2 separate regions of the Anas platyrhynchos genome follow, and region 1 is linked to region 2. Evidence: chromatin contacts called from public Hi-C data. All regions are on one chromosome and are shown on one strand. Each heading gives the region's core, a stretch centred on a gene start, on an enhancer-like site or on the middle of the called end of the contact. The rest is flanking DNA. Distances are from core to core; before and after follow the strand shown. Region 1 holds the start of RAB4A (RAB4A, member RAS oncogene family). Region 2 has its middle 11 kb from the start of DISC1.

What was found. A called contact is a pair of places that touch in the nucleus more often than the background predicts.
Region 1: a Hi-C map of subcutaneous adipose tissue shows a contact between it and region 2, with 3 times the contacts expected there. The contact joins the promoter of RAB4A here to the enhancer-like site in region 2. A contact is called at or near these places in 3 of 8 Hi-C or Micro-C datasets (liver, skeletal muscle and subcutaneous adipose tissue).

Annotation. Positions count from the first base shown.
Region 1 is chr3:44,549,023-44,555,881 of IASCAAS_PekinDuck_T2T, forward strand. RAB4A (RAB4A, member RAS oncogene family) reads left to right here and starts at 5,499. Exons shown (of 8, transcript XM_027454167.3): 1 at 5,499-5,656. The coding sequence starts at 5,626. It overlaps LOC110352850 (a long non-coding RNA gene), which reads left to right. Exons shown (of 3, transcript XR_002402519.4): 3 at 1-1,579.
Region 2 is chr3:44,239,585-44,246,506 of IASCAAS_PekinDuck_T2T, forward strand. No RefSeq gene overlaps it. Among named protein-coding and RNA genes, the nearest start is that of DISC1, 11 kb to the left of the region's middle. Within about 2 kb of position 3,562, at least 2 of the 8 cell types and tissues checked have an H3K27ac peak or open chromatin away from gene starts, as enhancers often do. A contact at or near this core is called in subcutaneous adipose tissue, where this site is marked.

The sequences.
Region 1 (6,859 bases), core at 4,249-6,748, 310 kb after region 2:
CGCAGGACAAGCCCTGCATCTGGCAAACACTCCTGAGCCCTCATTCCTCCTTTGCTTAAGCTGAGGCCAACAAGTGCGTTCAAGGTTAAAAAAAATAAAAAGCTGTTTGAGAACATATGTGCCCGCTGTGTGGGGAGGCCACCATGCCGTCAGGAGGTGACTCGCCAGGTTACAGAGGTCAGCTACCAAACACCACGCCTGGCTCAGCACCAGTGCCCGGGAGGGGGATCCGACCGGCCCGGGCACGGTGCCACCCTAACAGATGGGCACGTGTGCAAGTATCCGAGCAGTTGAAGGCAGGGTACCTGTTTGGGGATGCAGCTGCAGGAAAGCTATGAGCTGAATTCTGCACTCTCATTTATGCCTGCTTATGGGACGCTTGCAATGTCAGAGTTCTCCAAAAATGCTTCCTCTGCACAAGGTCTTCCCATGGGAGAGGACTGCAGGACAGCAAGAGCCAGGAAACCAGATAAGACCATCAAACATACTTTATATAAGCTGTCGATAACAATATTCTGTCACTAATAACCAAAGCCAGATTCATGCCCATTCGTTTCAATCACCATGTCACTTTGATGATGCAAAGTTTTCTTCTTTGGCTGTAATTAAAAAATAAAACAATAAAAAAAGGATGGAAGCTTCTTCATAAACCAGATGTATTTTCAATATTTTCAAACTTTTCCTTTTCCAAACAATATTATGGAAAAGAATAACTAGAAGGTGAAAATAGCTCCAGGGTTATCTACAAGTGAAAGCAAAACAGCCAGGAACATAGACAGTAAAAATGATGTGCATGGCCAGAGACAGAATTGCATTTTGGGAATTGAGACTCACATGCCACAAAGATATTATCATATTTAGGTTTGGGTTCTTCCTTCAGACACTCTTGAACGGTTTCCTATGAAGTGCAAAGACTATGCTTGTGTTTGTATCTGTGGGTAAAAATAAGATGTGACTTGATCCTTAACTTTATCATCATAGACATTTCTTACTTTAAACTCATTTTCAAAAATCTGCATATGCAGCTTCATTACCTGGCAAGAAGAACATGATCTTAAATCCATGTATCATCAGCATAGGCTCATGCAAGTGGCTTACCAGCTGGCTGGGTCTGCCCATCAGTTGTGGAGAATGTCTAGCCTTCTTTGCAGCACATGGGCATCATGTGGGGCAGCTCAGTCCCCTCCATCCCAGGAAACTTCAAGGTGAATGCATTTTATAGCAAAAATATTGTCTATAAAAAGCCACTTTAGACCTCAGATGTTCTGATTTTCAAGAGCCTCTAAAATAAAAACAATAAAATCCAAAGTCTGATCCCTTAATATAGGTAATCAGTTACTAAGAGATTTTCTGTCACAAAATGCCTTACAAGATGAAAAATTCTAGCCTCGTGGCTTTTAAGACAGAAATATTCTGTGGCTTCAGGGAAATGTAGCACATCCTTAGCAGTTAAAGGCTTAACACTGCACTGCAGACCAGTCTTCTCAAACCAGCTTGGCACAGATCCCATCTCCAGGTTCATGCAAAGCCACAGCAAGAATTTAGCACTAGAGACAGCCCCGTGCACAGCTGTCTTCTCTTCTCCCAGTCCTCCTCCAGCTGCTGAGATGTCCTTGCTGCCACGACAGATGTGCAGCGTGCCCTTCTTTGGCCTCTTTACTTACCCAGCTTCCACGACTGCATGATACTACCATGTTCAGAGGGACAGCAATATTGGGAAAGAGTTAAATGCAGTTGCAGCTGCTTGTAGCAACACTGCAGCTGAAAACTGCAGCACCTCATGACCAGAGGGCTCCTCTGCAGGTCAGGGAGCCTCCTCACTGAGCACAGCTTGCTGCTACCAGCCTGCGTCCCACCAGGTCCCCCCCAGCCACATCTGTGTACACAACAGAACAAACATAAGCTGGGAGCTTCACGGCCTTGTTGGATTACCAAATGAAAGCAGCTTTCCGAGGCATGGTTGTCATTGCAGAATGGATGTTTCAAGGTGCGTAACAGCTTAGAGAGGAAGAGAGCACAGCAAAATGTGCCTTTAGGTATCCAGAAGTTAGTTTTTCCAAGAGTAAATTGTGCTCCCTCTGTAACAGAATGCAGAGATGATGATCCTTTCGGTCCTCAGATGGCTGATGAAGATGCCTGTGCTGAGGCACTCTCTGGAGGTGTCTCTCAATGTGCACTCATGATGAATGGTCCCAACTGACTGGTGTGTGCTTGGGCTGCATCTGAAGAGAGGAATGGGAGCACCTCCATGGGCCAGGGTCCAGCTCCACAGCTACTTGCAGCAGGTGCAGGCATCGTGGTACATTTTGGACAGGTCCCTGACTCAGCTGGCTGGGAGACGAGGAGTCTGCGAGCATGAGATCATGCACCCATGACTTGGTTATCTGTAACATGGGACATGGCAAATTCCTCCTCAAGCATGCAGCTCACACTGACCTAGACTTGCTAAGCCATCCAAGTGAACCACGCAGGTGACAGATCACACCCGTGTCCAAAATCAGCCTCGATGGCTTCCTGGTGCTTCATTCAAAGCACCTGAGGCTGCATAATGGAATCAAGACTGTTGTACTGCATCCTTGAGGACATCCACCTGAGAACCAGGACCCAAATAAGCAACCTTTACACTTCAAGTGAGTTCTCCCAAGCACACAGTACCCCTTTGGGCTGGAGAGGTGGAATACTTGGGTGGCCTCGAGTCCTCCTGAGCAATCTCTTAACAAACCTTCTGCTTCAAGTACGTGATGTTAAAAATATCAAGCCCCTCAGCAAGTTCCTCTGTTAAAAGTGGACAAATGCGTCCTATTACATCCCATTGTATGGAATCCCCACCGTGTTTCACCAACAGAGCAGTTGACCAGTGACACCTTCAGGCTGACCATAAAATAGTTGAGTTTCGCACAAAACTGTGCTCTAGACGCTTTAAACACATAATGCATTTCAATAAAATGTCCCAAACTTCTGTTGTCTTCATTTTATCATGTCTCTGTTGAATTCTTAAAGTATTTAAGACTTGAATACTTTTTTTTATTATTAAATTAAATTAAATTAAATACTTGAAGAGTCTTGCAAAATTAAATCACTAACTATTTTTGAAATCCATCATCTAGATCCTGATTTCATTTTTTTTCCCCTCTCTACTGTGCATTTCTCTTTTTAATACAGGGCTTCTATGTGCCTTTATGCTAGTGAAAGTACATTAGTATGTTTTTCTAAACAAAACACCTAAAAATGTTTTACAGATTTCTGCCAGACAAAATGATACTCAATCCCCCATTAGGACATATTTGAACTTCTGCATTATAGCACATATATTGATCTGAAATTGAGCTTATCCCAACTTCTGGGGATTGTTCATGAACCCCAAATCTCCCTAGGCTGCTCCATGTGGCTCCACTGGTGATAAGAGCCCAATAAAAGGAAAAAGATAGTGGCTAGCATACAGCATGCTGGACTCCAACTTCACCAGCTGCTAGTTCAGTGATATAGCTTGAGGGCATCATATTTGGTCTGGGGAAGGTCCAAATGGGACAGTCCACGGGCCAAGATAAAGGTGTTTGATGACAGCACCAGCCTACCTTCACAGTCACCTTTTTTTTTTACCACCTCCCACTGCTCCTGGTTAACAGCTGAGGGGCTGGGCCATGACTTTAGAAGCACTCAGCCCGTAAATTTCCATGACTGACTGCAATTACATTATTAACTGACAAACATGTTCATAGGTTGAGGGCGGCTTCTGTGGAAGCTGAAGATGACAGCATTCAGATGATGTCAGTTGCTTTCAGATGAAGTCAGCTGGCCAGCAACACTGACTACAAGGAGGTCACGCAAATCTCAGAGGTTTCGCAGTGCATCAATCTTTGTATTTCATTTCTGTTGCTGGAGCCAAATTCATTGCTGCTTCATGTCCAGCTGAAGCCTGCAGCTTCCCCAAGCACTGGGATGTTTTCCATACCCAGCACACAAGGAGCAGGACAGCGAGGCAGAGCGCCCTGTTCCCCATTTTACCTGAACCTCTCAGGTGGGACCGCATGCTGTGCAGCCCCAAATGATGGAGAAAACACACATGCAGCGTCACGTTACTGCAGTGCCTTTCTCAGATGGCCTTGTAGTGCCACCTTCAGACTAAACCAAGACACATCCTATCACTCTCACAACTAACAGTCCGTCCCAACTCTGGCTGCACTCCAGGCCCAACCAGCAGCCCTCAGCCTCCAGTGAAGGGGAAACCAAAATGCGGCTCAGCTTCAGATCCAGACTCAATTTTGTTTCCCTGGATAGGGCAAAAAGAAAAAGGGAAGGATCTGGTCAATTGCAATGCTAGGTCATTAAAGCCCTGTCTAAATCCACAAAATCCCGTAAGTCAGGTTGTTTTTGTTTGGAAGAAGGAGCTTTTGCAGAATCCTCCATCCTGGGTCTGCCTCTGAGGAGACCTTGTGGTCTTTCTCCATTCCTAAGGTATCAGACACTGATATTGTAGGAATCTGGTTTGTAAAAACTAGTAAAACAAATGAGATTAGCATTTTTAGAGAAACCTCGGCATGACCTTTACGACCATAACCAAGTATATAGGTACAATAATTGTGGTGAAACTAATTTGAGGAACAAATGATAGTATTTAAATGTCTGATCTGCAGACACAGTTTGACATGACACATCCGCTTTTTATGTGAGAAGGAACTTTCTAGCAGGTGTAAGCAACAGAAACCATAAACCAGAAGACAAATTAAACATTTGGCTTTTGGTTTTCTTCACCCTTATACTACAGATGGACAACAGTGAGGTCACTTCTTGCTATTTACTTTTTGCTTACTCAAAAACAATGTTTTAATTGAAATACAGTAGCCTATATTTGCAAATTGTGGAGATATCAGCATTGTATTTTCCAACCTAGTTCACGCTTTCTTCGTTATTTCTGAATATTACTTTGTTTTCATTTCCTCATCAAAACAGAAATACTGAAACACCTGATCCTATTTGTGTTTCCTTTTTTTTTTTTCCCCGATCTTTTTCTGTCCATCCACCCCCTGTCTTTCTCTTCAATACTACTAAAAGGTTTTATAGAAAGCTTTCAATTTTTCATGTATTTTACGGGCATGTGCACATTAACTGATTGGGAGTGGCTGGAGGCAGAGGAGCATGGCATTAGTACAACATTTACCAAACATCACCTCCGTAGAGGCAAGCTCAATTTGATCAGACAAGACCGATCTAAGGTTGATCAGACAAGACTGATGTAAGGTCTTTTAACCTCAAATCCTGTTTGTACAGAGCAAGGTGTCCAGACCCCCCTGTTCCCATACTGACGTAGCATGACATTTTTAGCAATTAACAAAATCAGTTTATTTCCGTAATCATTAGGGGTTTGTGGACGGCGTGACATTAAGCACCCCAAAAGGGGAGAGGCTGTGGGACGGCTGAGGTGTTCGGCTGCTCGTCACTGAGGCGGCGCCCGCCCGCCATGGCGCGGGGCTGAGGGCGCGTGCGCAGCGGGGCCGTTGCGGCCGTTGCGGGCGGAGCTGAGGCGAGGCGGGGCGAGGCGGGGCTGGGCGGCGGGGCCCGGCCGCGTCCCTCCCGGCCCGGCGGCAGCGCCCTGCCCGGGCCCGGCGGGGGACGGGGCGCTCCGGCATGTCGCAGGCCGCCATGTCCGAGAGCTACGGTAGGAGCCGGGGGGGATGCGAGGGGGCTGGGGGCCGCCGGGGCCCGAGCCTAGCGGTGGGTAGGGCAGGGGCAGGGGCAGGGGCACGGTCAGGAACCGGTGGGCTCGGTGGGAGCCGTGTGGGGCTCGGCCAGCTGTGAGGGGCAGCAGGAGGGCTCGTTAGGGGAGTACCGGCCCCGTTGTTCCTGCTGGGTGCTTTCAGGGGCCGGTGGTTTCTGTGTTTTCAGAAGCCAGAGCAGCGAGTTGTGCCTCGCTGGTTTAGGTAAAGAGTTGGAACCGGTTGTTCGTGGTCTGAGCAAGAACTGGGATCGCTCCTGTGCTCTTCTGGTGGTCTCTGAACAGGCAGATGGGCGGACAGCCAGAGAGGACAGAGTGCCAGCAGTGCTCCTCTTCAGCCTGCCTGCTTTGCAAGCCCATATTTTCACCCTGTATCTTAACAAGTACATTTCAACACTTTTTGTATTGTTCCAGTGATGCAAAATAGCAATTGTAAGCCTGCTGTGACTCTTGGTGCTTTCCGATTGTTTTGGTGTTCTAGAAAATGCGACCTTAAACTTGAAGGTCTGCAGCTGTTGTGGGTTATTTCATTTATTTATTTTTTTTGTGTGTATTTTTCTTCTGAGTTTCAGTGTTTGTTCTGTGTGTACATAAATAAGCTACAGACATTCAGAACTAGAATATGTGAGTGCCAAGATTTAGAGCAGATGGAGTAGTAAAAACTAAGTTATGGCATAACATAGAACTTACCAGTGCCTATGCTATGATAGTAACTAGATAGTTAGATAGTAACTAGACCATGATAGTAACTAGTATCTATTTTTGCAGTGTCCTGTTGATGCTTTGAAAAGAGGCTAAGAGCAGGGCAAGTACATGTGATCATTTCCTTGATGTTCTCCAGCTATTTTCAACTTGAAATTTCCACGAGCTGAGTATGGTTTCTGTTGAGAAGCCCTCGGTGGCTCTTTCTTCAATGAACTTGCGCAGTCTTTTCTTGAACTCCAGCAAATTTGCATTCACAGCATCCTTTGGCAGGGAGCTCCCCACATAGGCCATCTGTTCTGCAGAAGGCTCTCTCCTTGTTTTCTGAGGAGTTCTGCTTGATGGCCAGTTTTATTTGATGACCCTCATCCCTTCTGATGGGATGGAGTGTAATGTTTATCTCTGTCTCCCCTCTTAATGATTTCACTCGTCATTTCCTAGACC
Region 2 (6,922 bases), core at 2,312-4,811:
TGAATAGCACTAAGTCTCACACTGCACCGTGCAGACTCTCATTCTGTAATATTTCTCCTTGGACAGCTGCATTTTTTCAATTCCCTAGATCTCCCACTTTCTCATTCCTTGTCCTCACCAGCAGATGGAAGAGCTACATCAAGAAACGAGCCCATCCCATCACCAAGACTCTGCCTAAAATGCCCAAAACAATACCTTTAGGTCTCCCTGACTGCTGACTTCACATCCTCACTACTCAGCACTTGCCTGAGAATGTGCTGTGGGCGGTGTAGCAGGCATCCAGACATTTCTGAGGCAACAGGAAAAAACACATTCTCTTCTGTGACCTCCATGTGCCTTGTTGGTCACAGGTATTTTTCTGACTGGGCTAAACCAAGAGCCAGTCCTGCTAGCAGAGCTGTTGTTTCTGCCTGATTAGAATCGTAAAGGAAATATTTTTTGGTCGGTGGTACAAACCACACGTAACAATTCTGGGAAACCTGCTTGTTGAAAATAGATCTTTGCTTTTTAAGAAATAAACGATATGAATTAAAAAATCCTCCTCATTTTGTTCACAAATTCAGGAAATGCCATGAGATGACACAAAGATTGTCACTTGTTAATGCCTGGAAATAGGAAAGCTGGTTTCATTTCAGACGCCATCAGATAACACCTTTGCCAGAGGATGTTATTACAGTTTTAGGCTAAATATATAATATAAATAACCTGTCTTCTGCAGTACAAAAAAATGTCTACTGGCTGGAAGCAATTATTGTGAGATAATACATGGAAGTCTGCCAGCGGGGCTTGTTAGGTTTTCAAACTCCATATTTATAATATACATTAATGCACAGCACTATCTCCTAGCACCGCCAAGGTCCAGCCCTATCACCGTATTTATGAACCTAATTTATGTATCACTGGTAAAATAATAGGGCTCAAGTAAACCATGCAGTGAACTAATCTAAACCAAACCCTTAGAAGGGATTCATTTCCATTCAGGAAATACACAACACCTTTAAATGGATCGCTTTCCATGGGAGTGAATTATTATTCCAATTATTTGGCCAGCTTTATAACTTGCCGGTGGCTCAGTGCCAGCATTTGGCTTAACAGGCTAATAAAAAAATTGATTACCAAAGCCACCAGGGCAGCTGCACACGGGATGGCAGAGGGGGAGAGCTGTGCATCCATGCCAGAACAGCCCCCTTGGTCAGATGTGAGGCCACATGTCACATCATTTCCTGCGGTCAGTAATAAAATTAACCAAAAATACTCCTGAGAGCTATCTATCTGCACCAAGGAACATGGGAATGTGGACTCAGACTTCCCCCCACCAGTGACTTGCAGAGAAGGGATAAGGGTCCCACCGAGCCATGCCTGCCCTGGGGACAAGGGACCTCATCCCATGCCCCCAGGCAGTCCCTCTCATATTTAAATGAGATGGGAGGGCAGAGATGCACAGGGAGGGAAGGGTATGGGACTTTGACAGATTTTTGCATTGCTGGGTCAGCTGGTAACAAAAGCTGTGACCCAGACTCAGGGTGAAACCCTTGGAAAGACACTGGCAACGTCTCATAGGCAGGTAGTGGGACCAGATTCCTACCCACAGAAGAAACCTTTACCACAGAGCAGCTTGTCTGCAACCTCGGGATAGAGCAGGGTGCCTGCACAGATACTCTGTGATGGTTGTTAGAGTGTCTCATGTATTTTCTCGGTCACAGTGAACAGAAAAAGTCTCTCTGGGAATGGATGTCTGGATGGAAATAAGGCTGTATTTGGAGTTCACCGTTCCTGAGAGATTTGCCACAGAAAAGACTAAACTTGGCTCCATTTAAGATGTGGAAGCCAGCCCCTGGGAGACCTTCTCCTGGTGGAAAGCTACTGAAGCTGTGCAGATGCCTGCTTTTAAAGCGGTTGGGTAAGAATCAAAGTTGTGCTTCCCTTTTCACTCTTATTTCCCTATTCCTTACATTAGGCCTATTTTTAGAGCGAAAACGGAACAGGGCTGAAAATGCTCATCTGAATTTGGTCCTGATCATAGGACCAAATGCCTTATCCGTAGCACAGAGACAAGGCTTTGGGGTGGGGGAAAGTTGCTACAAGGTGCTGACAGCAAGTCTGCTGCTCTTCTGCAGGTGCAAACTCCTAATACATCTGTGTTACCATCAGTCTGTGTCAGGAGAGCAGAGACTTTGTGAGTTCCTTCAACACCTTTAGAGGCTGAAGCACCTTCTGGAGGGAGGTTCCTGTCCATCCCCAAGGACCATAGATGGAGCCAAGGAAGATAATGTTCCTCAGCCAAGAACCTCTGGGTTGTGCAAATGGCCATGCAAACGGAGCTGCTGTGGTTGAGCCCTTGGGAAATTGTCTGCAAGGGAAAATGTGGTGAGTGGTTGGGCAGTAAGAGGGAAAAGTGAGAGAAACAGGGAAGTCAAAAGAGGAAAAAGGGGAGAAATGGAACAAAACGAAGATGAGTGGTAAGAGCAAAAGCAGCTGCAGAACGGAAACAGCTGTGAGAGAAAGTGTCTGAGAGAGGAGGTCAAGCAAGGGCAAGTCAAAAGCAGGAAAAAAAAAAAAAAAGGCAGAAACAAGTAAGAAACCTGGGCCTCACCCCAAAACTCTCTCAGAGGAACAGTGGCTGCCCATGGCCACTGTAGTCCCCGGCTCATCCATCCTGGGGCTGGAGGGAGCTCTCTGTGAAGGATGCAGCAGCTCACCCCATTCAGGCAACTCCTGCTGTTCTCATTCCCAGCACGAATTTAGCCCTTGGGAGCCAGTGAAATAACCTCTCCACCATTACAGCATCTTTTGATGGACACAGGGCAAGGTTTCTGATGTGTGGTACCAGCGGTACACCATGGTTTTATGGTTTTGTTCTCTTTAAGATATGAAAAATGTTGGCAAATTATTGAGGGCGTTTTCCTTGCTCTGCTGCCAAAATTATCACAGCGTGACCAAGGCAAGGTAAGCACAGGGAAGCCTCCAAACACACTCTGTGGGTGCAGGGAATCTTTGGAAAACACTTTTACTTCAATTGCTGAAGCGTCCTTCGTATCTACGAGGTAGTTGGAAAGTTACACGAGTGTGTATGTTACGGGAAGTGATTAAAAATCACTTACTACTTCATAACAGTAAATATGCTGTTAACTGACAAAGCTGAATATGGTTAGCAGAAAGGAGTGTGGGAGACATTAGCCGGCATAATCACTTTAATAGAGCCTATTACCTTTAATGGGGCTTTTGCGAGTACGCGCACGCATGCAGACACACAGACAAAGAAGATACACGGGTGGAAATAAAAGTCTACCAGAGCCAAGCCACAGCCTAACTGTTACAGACCATTGACAACAGTGGTGTGCGTGCAAGCCTAGTTGTAAAGTCCTGTAAACACAGTGAAATGCACTTTCTCTCTAACACTTTCTGACCACTGATGCCACGAGGAAGCACTGCCTGAAGGGTGAGGCAGCACATGTGCGATGCAAACAGCCGCCCTGCGAGCGCGTGGCGCTGCAGTGTAACATGCCACAGAATCAGAGGAAATTCTCACAATTGCCTATTTCCCTGCGCTGCGTTAAGCGATTGGGTGAGCGCAAACCACAGCTGAATTGCAAGAGTGAGTCATGGAGTTCAAAACAAGAGCATCCACTAATTGTTCCGTGGAAGAGGCTCAGAGAAGTATAAAGAAGGATTTTGTGGGGTATTCTTTTGCTCACTGTGAGCTTTGTATCCCCTTGCTGGCTGTTCTGATCTGGGAGTTTATGATTCATAGCACAGGGAGGCACATGGGAGGGTGGTGAGGCACTGGCACAGGCTGCCCAGAGGAGCTGTGGATGCCCCATCCCTGGAGGTGCTCAAGGCCAGGCTGGATGGGGCTTTGGGCAACCTGGTCTGGTGGGAGGTGTCAATGCCCACGGCAGGGGGCTGGAACCAGGTGATCTGTAAGGTCCCTTCCCACCCAAACCATTCTGTGATCCCATTATTCACTGTTCTAGGGTACAGCATCCCTCATGGACAGGGTTTTGTGGTGTCAGCCTAGAACAACTTTGAAGCAGTCTGGAAGGAGCTCGGATACCACCTGATGGCAAACCAGGAGGACAAATAGGCTTACTCCTCACGCAGATTCCTGGCCTGCAATTGGTGTCCTGTAGGCAGCCTTCAACTTTCCTCTGAAGCATGGAGTCTCCCCTTGTTCTTACCACTGGCTTTCTGCTTGAGGTTTCATAATATTCTCTGCCTAAAACAGGAAAGGATCAGAGCTGACCTGCTGCACTGGGATTTTCTGAGCAAAGGCTTATTTAGTATCTCAGTAGGCTTCCCTGCAAATCAAGGAGAGCCAAGGTGCAGTTATCATTGGACTGGAGTCCCGTGCTGTTCACATTTCAGTCCCAACCTGGAGTCAAAAACATCAACAAAGAAAGCAGATGAATCACTAATGCCAAATGGGATTTGCACGTTGGTACAGAAAAGACCTGTGAAGGCAGATTCACTTGGCAGAAGCTCAGGCAGCTGGTTCAGAGGCAGATAGGAGGCACTTTATGCAGAGACAGGGTTTTCTTCCCATTGAGATAGTACGGGGCACAAAAGGTTTAATGACCAAGGACTAACCTCACCCTAGCTCCTTCTTGAATGAAGAAAAGAGTGGCTGCTCCTGAACTTGTTCTCCTCACAGGTCTCATCTGGGAAAAAGGTTCTCTGGTGTTGGCAGGAGGTGACCTCAGTTACACTTTTTTTCAAACCATCGGAATTGTTATAAAAAATGAAAACTTTTTTTTTTTTCCATTTCCAGAAATGTGAAAAAATTAGCAGGCTGGGAAGGTGAACGAAAATCAGAGAACCTTGTCTAAAAAACGGAAATTTCCCATGTTTTGCATTTGGATTCAGTCCAAAATCCATTTACATTAAGAGTACTTGTCAAATTCTTGTCAGAAAGGTAAGAGTTAGTAAAGAGATTTGCCAGGAGCCCAACTTGCTGGAAAATTTTCCTGTTTGGGGACAATTTACCAGAATAGTAACACTTACGGTCTTAGATTTAAAACAACAGCTTGGTCTCAGCTGTCTAAAAAAGCCTTGTTGTATTACTGCCAAGTCATTAGCTTACAAAGCTCCAGGCCCTGTCTACACACCAGCCTGCCACCAGTTTAACTGAAATCACTATTTAATCCATTTAGAGCAATCAGTGCAACCCTTTTTTGGTAACCAAATTAACCTAAATCAATACAAGCCTGTTGCAAACAGAGACAAACAATTTAAGGACATTGACATCAAAATCTGCGTTGACTCAAGCGGTGCAAGTTTTGTGGGGAGAGGAAATCTCGGGTAAAGCCTGGGAGATGCTGGGATGGTCCCACTCGTGCTATAGAGCTGTGCCTAAATCACTTTGTGTTGGGGTGTCCTGGGCACAGTCCTGGTTGCTATCACTGTGTTTCCCTTTTAATTCCTAACATTTGGCTGTCTTTTTTCCTTGCTGACAAGCACTGAGTTGATATTTCCATGAAAGCAATCCCAGCATGTTGGTGTTGAAAGGGGGACACCAAGGCTATTTTTCCCTGCGAGTACCATGTCACATCTACCTACGCTCAGCCTGGTTCCTCTCCTGCCTGCAGCCTCGTAATCCACTTCTCCATTTTTTCAGTCATCTGTTGTCTTTACTATGGTGGGTAGTTAACAAACTGCCATTAACAAACTCACCCACCTCACCGCTCACCTCCTGTCCCACACCTTTATGGACAGGCTCAGTGTGAGCGCACCTAGCAGGGGGAAGTGCTCAGGAAATAATCCCAAATCACAAATATGTCCCTGTGCCCCAGCTCTTCTGTTTCCAGGTGCTGCATCAGCAAACCCTGGTGGTCACACTCTACAGCAAAACGCAATTCCCAAAAGCAGAGGAGGCGAGCATCAGCAATGAGGCAGGGCCTCCCACGAGCCAGGCACAGTCTGCTGAGGTGCAGACACCTCTCATAGCTGCCTGTCTTGGGGTTTTCCTCATGCCCAGTGGCAGCATCAGGTTCAGAGCAGAGATCCTGATGACTTCGGGGAGAGCTTTGAGCTGAGGCAGAGCTACGGGATGTAGCTGCTGAGTTTCCTACCAGAGCCAAGGATTTCAAAATGTTTTTACAGAGGACACCAGCTGGAATTTCACTTGACTTTATCCAAAAGACTCAGAGGACTCCAGCTCTCTCCTTCCTTTACACATGGTGTGAGTTTTCATCCTATAAATTCAGAGGCTCATACAAGATCTCAGCCTTTGTTAAGCTGTGGTGGAAAAAGACGGAAATCCCTCTGAAACCTGTGATCTTCCAAAGGCAAAGGAACTGCTCTAAAACAAACTAGCATCTCCTTCCTCCTGTGGCTGTAATCCAGAAAGCAGTTTACATGAATGGGGTATCTGGCCCCCAGCTAAGCTTAGCCAAAGATGCTCAGATATGACTGTGACAATATAACATAAAACAGGGACAATTTGGCATTGCAGAGAGTGCCTGGACAGCAATAGCTGGCTGCAGCCACGTGCCCAGGTGCATCAGTCTTGCCCAGTGCAAATAACGACTTGGGTTGTGTTATCCTGTTTCAAAGCCCACTGTGGTGTCTCATGATGTCCCCCACTATGGTGTGTGCCGGGTCTCTCCTGGTGGCCAGGGACATCCCTGAGGAGCACAGGGCAAGATATAGCTGCTGGGCCATGCCAGGACGTTGAGGAGCTCCCACTCACCTGTACCATCAGCAGGCAGAGACCCAGGGCTGGAGCAACCAGCCCCAGCCCCGTTCATCCACAGGGTGCAGCACAGCTCCTGCTTCCATGCTACAGACACCGAGTCTCGTGGTTGTGAAGCCACTTGTGTTACCCAAGGGGTTTCTGTGGCAAACACGGTCACCGTAGGCAAGTAAACAGCTGCATTCACACATGCAGAAGCGTTTGATTTTGTACCAGAAGTTCAGCAGCTAA